2 separate regions of the Gossypium hirsutum genome follow, and region 2 is linked to region 1. The links are chromatin contacts, called in public Hi-C maps. All regions are on one chromosome and are shown on one strand. The core of a region is the stretch at or near the end of the contact, and the rest is flanking DNA. Distances in the headings are between cores, read along the strand shown.

Region 1 (4,332 bases), core at 607-3,106:
CAATTTGAAAAACAGACAGGTGTGTAACTCTAATCCCAAAAAATCAGTGAACGGAGTGAAGCCAAAAATGATATTGTCGACACTACATAGTCGTGTGCCAGGCTATGTGAGCAATGCGACCGTGTGTTAGGCCATGTGGGCCACACGAACCTATGGGCCCATTTTAAGTAAAATTAGTTATGGTCGTATTTTTAAAATGCATTTTGAGGTTAGTGATTTTATAGGTTTTGTTAAGTGATGTGCATGTTGTTTGATAAATGAAAACTAATGTTCTATTATGATCACATAAATTCTAAAGGTATGTCTACCTTTCAAAATGTGTTTCTAATATGTAAACTTGTGAGCATTATAAGCATGGTTATTCTGAATATGCCTTAATATATGTTATGTTATTGCATGTGTATTTGGGGTGGGATATGATATGTGATGGAGTAAGTTCTGATAGACAATGTTTTGCAATTTCTAGCCGTAACACTGCAAATTATTGTATTTGGCAGTTAAACACTGCATATATCTAATTCTAGCAGTTTTTTATACTATATCTGGCAGCTTAACTGCATATTTCTATACAATGACATATGATCACTAATTTGGTGTGTGGGGTTTGTAGAAGGCCCATTTCGTCTGGGCCCATAAAGTTATCCAAAAATAAATAAAATAACTTAAAACAAAAAATAATAAATAAAAGTCCATTTACACCAGGTTTTTTTAATAGTCCAAAATAAAAAATAAAATATTAGTCCAGATCACAAAATTCTAGCCCAAACACAAGATAGCCCAAATTTCAAAACCCATTTTACAATAGACCCAACCTAAGACCTAGACCCAACCCAGTTGCTAAAAACCTAAAACAGACCCAATTCCAAGGGCCCAAGGCACACTGGCCCAAATGGCCTGAACAGATGAGATCTGCTGGAAACTCTAGGCCACGAAGCTGCTGCTCATGCGCGCCGTAGCCTCCCCACAAGTGGCCTTCTCCGTACACTTCCACATCAGCAGAACCTGCGAGACGAAACTAAATACAGCAAATAACCAGCAAATAACAGAAAATAGTAAAAAATAATAGTAGAAAATATAGAAGAAAAATGAGGTTGTAATTTCGTTTTCATTTTTTTTGCTATAAAAAGCCAGAGAATCGGTGCAAAGTTTTTATGGATACTGAATAAAAAAAAATCAATAGCAATAAAAAAATCAGATCCAAGGTTTAAAAGGTTGTTTTTCATTCTTTTTCTGGGATTTTCTTTTCAAATTCACGTTTCCTTTATTCCTTCTTTTCGTTTTTTTTACAAACGGATTCTAAATAAAAACTGAAAGAGAAAGGGCTTACCTGTGTTCGCTTCATGGATCTGCGTCAGAGGCGAAGGTGCTGAAGCACCGATGACCCTCCTATGTGGCTCCCTAAAGCAAGGTCGAAACCCTAGCAGAGGAATGGGAAGCATTTTTTTCTTTTCTTTTTTTTTTTTAAACTGAATGACCAAATGAAGTTTAGTTAAAATTTTTTAGATTTATATTGCCTATGGAACGGCACCGTTTTGTGCCTGGAGTTTGAACGTCTAAACGATGTCGTTTCAAGGCCGTGGATCTGCGCGTTGACCCAATACGGAGAGGATCTGCGTGTTTTCCATTAGCGGGCAATTTGCGCATTTCGCCCTTCCTCATTTCTTGGTCTTTCAAATCAATTTATCTTTATTTTTCAATTTTGTCCCATGATTTTATCAGTGATTCATTTGGGTCCGCATCAGAACGACGCGTTTTAAGGGTTAGGGATAATTTCCCAATCAATCCCTATTTTTTGCGCATACATTCAATCTGGATCCTCTTGTTAATTTAATATATAATTTTTAGACTGTAGATTTCGTTTTAATTTCAAATTTGTCCTTAGCTTGTTTTGATTTACTTATTTATCACTTTTCAGTTTTATTATTAATACTTTTATTAAATCCTTCTATATATTATTTATTTCAACTATTTTCTTATTAAATTTCTTTCATGTATATTATTTATATTAAACTTATATATTATTAACTTTAAATATTTGTATATATATTGGTTAGTTTAAACTATTTTCATATATTATTTATTCTATTTCTTTTATGTATTATTTATTTTAAAAATTGTTTTATGATTATTTATTTTAAGATCTTGTGTCTTATTTTTACTAGATTGTTTCACATTTTTATATATATTATTCATTTCAAACTTAATAAATTTAAATTTATATATTAGTTTAAGTTGCTCTTAAATTAATTGTTTTAAATCATTTTATATATTATTGTATTTTAAAACCGTTTTGCACATCAACTATTTTAAATTATTTCATATTATTGCCATTTATAGTATTTATTTTTAATTTGTTTACAATAGTTGTTTTTTAAACTTTTATTTGTTTTTTTTTTATTTCGTTGTTTTAAACCTTTATTTTTTTTTCTCTTTTTTATTACTTATTTTAATCTTTTTTATATCATTTATTTTTTTAGTTTTTTTTGGAGTATATCATTTTGTATCATTTCTAAATATTGAGATTGTATGTTACATATTTATCATCACGGGTATTATAATTCTTGCATTGTGTTTATTAGTTATTTGTGATTCAATATTGTAGCATTTTGCTTGTAAATTACTACTTTACGTTGTATATTATTCCACTGCACTACGTTCGCTCAAAAGGTCGTGTTTTAATATGGTTCCTATTCTGAAATCATTATTATTAAACAAAGAATTTGCTAAAAATAAAGGTAATATTCCATGTTTGGGAATTCGAGAAGTTGTGCCCTAACATGTTGGGTTTCGATTTTCCATTTGACCAACTAACCGAATATTTTTTCAAAATTTTAGTTGTGTTTTCTTAACTTCAAAACAAGGCAATGTTCTGTGTTTGGATATTCGAGAAATCATGCCCTAACGTGCTTGGTTTCGGTTTTCTGTTGGACCAAATAATCGAATATCCTTTTGTAATTTTCAATGTATGAATTTCTGAAAATCAAGAGCCGATCTTGGTTTTGAAGGTCTAAAAGGTCATGTCAAGCAAGAGAATCTTAACATTCAATTCGAGTTATTCAATTTTTTTTCTAAAGGGATTATATTTTAAAATCTTTTCAAATTTTCGACATTAGAACATTAACTAATCAATTAGGTACCAATTTTGGGCACTACGAGGGTGCTAATCCTTCCTCGTATGCAAGCGACTCCCGAACCCGTTTTCACGAATTTCGTAGACCAAAATTGAGGTTTTAATAAAACAAAATATTTTATAAGGTGATTCGATCACACCTAAATAAAAAGGATTGGTGGTGACTCCCTTTTTCATTTTTTAAAGTCGATCTCTGTTTTTTTCAACAAATAAAAAATTACTTCTACAGCTTGGCGACTCCATTGGGGACCAATAAGAGAGTCAAGCTATAAATTGATTATTTTCTGTCCTTTTGTCAAAAATTGAAATTTTGATTTGAAAATCATGATTCTTTTGTTGCATTTGTTTGTATGATTGTTTTGGTTTGAGTCTTTTAGAATACTCTTGCATTGCATTGCATGACCGTTGTGGTTACACCTTTAAGTGGGAGTGAGAAGCTATACCTTCGTTAGGTTTTCACCTCCGCATGGGCTAGTTGATTGCTTTTGGGATACATCCGTACCTATGTCTTCGTGAGATTTTTATCTCTGCATGGTTATAGGGAAATGTATTCCCCTAAACTGAACTCAACCCATATGAGCCTATAATGGGTGAGGATCGAGGAATCTGCTGGCTTAGGTACCCTTTCCTTAGAACTGAACCACATATAGTGAACCCTAGGAGCCCATCTTTTGTAGAGCTATGCTAAACCTTAGCGGTTACCCAGATAGGTGTTTTGATTATCTTTGTTTTATTTGCCTTGAATTTTATCGTTTGTATATGATACTGACTTGTTGTGTTTTATTTTGGTTGTATTTTGCATGACATTACATATTTAAAGAGGTGTCGATTCGCGTTCGGTTACTAAGTTAGAAGGCTTACCATGGAGAATGAATTTCTTAATACAGTGGGGGATAATGCGGTTGTCCATATATGGTCAGAGAAATTGCAATTAGAGAAAGGGGATAGTCTAGCTGAGGGGTATACATCGGAGTTGTGGGACTTCACCCGTATCAGTGTGACGCAAAATGAGCTTCAAGAATTGAGAAATATATGGGTCTAGTAGGATGATGAAACTAAGTGGTTGTTTTACCATAATTATGGCGATCTACCTTATCTGCTTGACATCAAGATAGACAAGTATTTGTTTCGAGCTATGGCTCAGTTTTGGAACCCTGCTTATAGTTGCTTCATTTTCAGGAAGGTGGACTTAGTGCCTACTA
Region 2 (4,358 bases), core at 538-3,037, 110 kb before region 1:
GCAGAGGAACTCATTCAACTATCGGTCAAAAGCTCTATGGTGGTACCAAGCGAAAAGCCAACCCTAATCTGTACTATTTGGACAAAAAAATCATATAATTTAGATAGTTTCAGGGCACAGATGAGAAGTATTTGGAAAACAAAGAAAAAGTTTGAGATCCAGTTGGCAGGGCAGGATCTATTCTCGATAGTGTTTGATAGTGAAAAAGATTTGGAAACAGTTGTAGAGGGACAGCCATGGTTATTTAGGAAGAACTTAGTACTCTTTGATCGGTTAACTTCATCAATGGAAAGGAGTCAAATTAGGCTTACTTCATCCCCATATTGGATTAAGATTGGCCCATGCTCACCAGAATTTGACAAAAAAGACTTGATGCATGCTGTTGGGGCTACTTTTGGAGGTATTATGAGATCTGAAATTAATGGAGAATTCTACCGTATTAAAGTTCAATTAGAAGTGCTAAAGCCCTTGCGCAGGGGTATTTTCGTTTCAACAGGAAAGTATTGTAAGTCCTAGATTCCTTTTAAATATGAAAAATTACCAAATTTTTGCTTTGGTTGTGGTATGCTAGGGCACGGGCTCTTTGAATGTCTTAAGTCTACACCTACAGAAAAAAAACAAATTCAAAGATGATCCTCCTTTTTCTTTAGCACTAAAAGCAGAAGTAAATTTTATTGGAAAGGAGAGTCTAAAGTTTAATGCCCTTTCAAAGAAGATAAAGTCTCAATGTTCATATACAGGTGATATAGAGAGAATCTCTGAGCCAAATTTTCAAGAGACGGGGAACAGTGCTACTGCCCACAGAAGTCAGGATAATGCGCATCTTACAGGACAGGAGAATACGATAGTGTTATAGGAGGAAGCGATAATTAGCAAAGGAAAAGAGAATGGGGAAATTAATAATCAAGGACTATCGAAACCAGCCAAAAAGCCAAGATGGAAGAGGCTAGAGGCAGCAAGAGAGATGGAAAGTGGTAACAAAGAGAGTATATTGAGGAAGAGGAAATCGGAGGATATAGAAATTGTAGATGACGAAAACAGAAAATCTTGTGAAACAGAAGCAAAAAGAGTGAAATATGTTGATTAAGACTTTCACAATGACGGAGACACACTTTTGACGGCAGAAATTCTAAAGTAAAGTGGTATTACCATTCAAAATAGATCGGCCGCTGCCAGATGGCAAGCCGACCGGACACAATGAAAACCATTTGTTGGAACGTCCGTGGATTGGGGAGTCCACGGGCAGCAAGAAGGCTTCGATTTTTGCTAAAGTAACATAAACCCTAAATAGTTTTCCTTATGGAAACCAAAATTGATGGTAAGCGTATGGAAAGAATTATGAGGAAATGTGGTTTTGAGAATGAGATTGATGTAGGAGCAGAAGGCTCTAGAGGTGGAATTTCTATGGCATGGAAAGCTGGAATTACGATTCGGCTAAACAATTTCTCAAAAAACCATATTGATGTGCTGGTAAAGGAGAATAATGTCAATCAAGAGTGGAGATTTACAGGGTTCTATGGCTCGCATTATGTTACCAATAAGGATGACTCGTGGAATTTGTTAAGGAGGTTGGGTCAAAATCAAAATCACCCATGGCTGGTATGTGGTGATTTTAATGAAATAATGTATTCTTTTGAAAAAGTGGAGGTCAACTGAGGGAGGAAAAAAGAATGGAAGCTTTCCGTGAGGTTTTAGATGAATGTCAATTAATGGATGTGGGGTATTCAGGGGTTTGGTTTACATAAGAGAGAGGGAACCTACCGGAAACAAATATTAAAGAGCGACTAGATAGAGGCGTGGCAAACTAAAAATGGATGCATCTTTTCTCAAAAGGAGCTATTCATCACTTGGTACATTCGATTTCAGAACATTGTCCACTACTTATTAATAATGACAAGGACAAGACTTTTAAAGGGAGTCAAAGCTTTAAGTTTGAGGAATGGTGGATAATAGAGGAATTTATTAAACAAGAGATTAAAAACTCGTGGGAGTCATCGAATGGAGATATTGTCGATAAATTTGAAAGGTTACAGATTGGTTTGACTAGGTGGGCTAGGTCCATAAAAAAGGGTAGAGACAGGTTAAAGAATAAGCTCATGAAAGAACTTGAGGAGTTCCTGGCAAGTGATAGGGATGATGACATAATGGAAAAGCTGATTGATACTAGAATTCAACTCAACATGGAAATCGACAAAGATGAAATGTACTGGGAACAGAGGGCAAGAGCAAATTGGTTTCAACTAGGAGATAAAAATTCTACTTTTTTTCCACAAATATGCCTCAGTTCGTAGACGAATTAACACTATTACTAGGTTGGAAACTGAAGATGGGAGGGATATTTCTGGGGAAACAACAATTAATGAGGCAGCTTCAAATTATTTCCAGAACTTATTTTCTTCACAGGGAATTGATTGTTTATCCCACCTTCTAAAAGGTATTAATTCTACTATTTCATCTGATATCAATGCAGATTTATTAGTACCTTTTACAGCAGAAGAGGTAATTTTAGCTTTGAAAGGAATGGGGCCCATTAAAGTACCAGGTTATGACGGTTTTCCAGTATTTTTTTCAAAAATTTTGGCATATTATAGGTAAAAATGTTGAAAAATTTTGTTTGGGTATTCTTAGTGATGGAAGGGATCTCGACTCTCTAAACCTTACAGACATTGTGCTTATTCCTAAATTGCCAAATCCCACAAGCCTTGTTAATTTCAGACCTATCAGTTTATGCACAGTTTTATACAAAATTGTGGCAAAAGCAATTGCTAATCGTCTTCAAGAAGTTATTGGGAGATGCATTGACAAGGCTCAAAGTGCTTTTATTCCCGGAAGGCTAATTACTGACAACGTGCTTGTGGCTTATGAACTCTTACATACACTACGTCAAAAATGTATTGGGAAAAAATGATTTATGGCAGTTAAACTAGATATGAGTAAGACTTATGACAGAGTTGAGTGGGCTTTTCTAAAGGAAGTTATAATTCAAATGGGAGTTGCAGTGGAGTGGGTGAATTTAATCATGAAGTGCATCTCCACAGTCTCGTACACAATGAATATCAATGGAAGAAGAGGAGATGTTTTTAAACCTACTAGAGGGCTTCGCCAGGGTAACCTGCTTAGCCCTTTCCTATTCTTGATATGCAATGAAGGACTCTCATCGCTGATAAGAATGTCAACTATTGAGGGATCAATGAAGGGAGTGAGGGCTAGTAGAAGAGGACCGAAGATATCACACCTGCTTTTTGCAGATGATTATATATTGTTTGGTGAAGCACCACATAAAGGGGCCAGAATTTTAAAAGAAATTTTGACAGAATATGAACAGTGCTTAGACCAATGTGTGAATTTTGGCAAATCGATAATTTTTTACAGTTCAAAGATAACCGAAAGGGACAAAGAAGAAACTTTGAGCTTGCTAGGTGTTCGATGCTCCACAAATTTGGAAAAATATCTAGGACTACCTAATGTTGTTGCAGGCGAAAGAAGGACGCTTTTCAAAATCTCAAAGATAAAGTTAAGTTGAGAATTGACAACTGGAGTACAAGGTTGTTGTCGCAAGGGGGAAAGGAGGTCTTTATAAAATCTGTTCTCCAGGCAATTCCATCCTATGCTATGTCTTGTTTCCTTTTACCAAAATTGTTATGTGGAGAGTTGGAAAATATTTTCGCAAAATTCTAGTGGCAAAAAGGTCTGGGGAGGAAAGGGATACATTGGTGTCAATGGAAATTTATGTGTCGGTCGAAAGAGAAGGGGGAAATGGGCTTTAGAAATATTGCGCAATTTAATATTTCACTACTAGCTAAACAGGGATGGAGGCTTATTACAAATCAGGATTCCTTAGTTACGCAAGTTTTTAAAGTAAAATGTTTTTCGAACGATAATTTTTTAAATTCTCATTTGGGAAAAACCAATTCTTATATATGAAAAAACATGTGAACAGCGAAGGGTGTTTTGAAAAAAGGTATGTGTTGAAAGGTTAGTTCAGGTACAAGTATCTATATCAATGCTGATGCTTGGATTCCAGATGTCGTTAACTTTAGGTTATCTTCAGTTGTTAATTCTATTCAAGATGTAAAGGTCGACGCGTTAATCAACAGTAATGAGAGAATATGGAAGGGAGATCTCATAATATCTTTTCAACAGATGATGCTAGGAAAATCCACAAATTTGGAAAAATATTTAGGACTACCTAATGTTGTTGGCAGGCGAAAGAAAGACGCTTTTCAAAATCTCAAAGATAAAGTTAAGTTGAGAATTGATAACTGGAGTACAAGGTTGTTGAGAATTGATAACTGGAGTACAAGGTTGTTGTCGCGGGGGAAAGCAGATATTTATAAAATCTGTTCTCCAGGCAATTC

What was found. A called contact is a pair of places that touch in the nucleus more often than the background predicts.
Region 2: a contact with region 1 is called in a Hi-C map of leaf, with 1.8 times the contacts expected there. The contact joins the enhancer-like site here to the promoter of LOC107889113 in region 1. A contact is called at or near these places in 4 of 34 Hi-C or Micro-C datasets (anther, callus and leaf).

What each region holds. Positions count from the first base shown.
Region 1 is chrA09:62,234,234-62,238,565 of Gossypium_hirsutum_v2.1, reverse strand. It overlaps LOC107889113, which reads right to left and starts at 1,856. Exons shown (of 2, transcript XM_016813435.2): 1 at 1,328-1,856; 2 at 676-1,015. The coding sequence starts at 1,342. The coding sequence ends at 797.
Region 2 is chrA09:62,347,455-62,351,812 of Gossypium_hirsutum_v2.1, reverse strand. No RefSeq gene overlaps it. Among protein-coding and RNA genes, the nearest start is that of LOC107889115, 4.0 kb to the right of the region's middle. Within about 2 kb of position 1,787, at least 7 of the 9 cell types and tissues checked have an H3K27ac peak or open chromatin away from gene starts, as enhancers often do. A contact at or near this core is called in leaf, where this site is marked.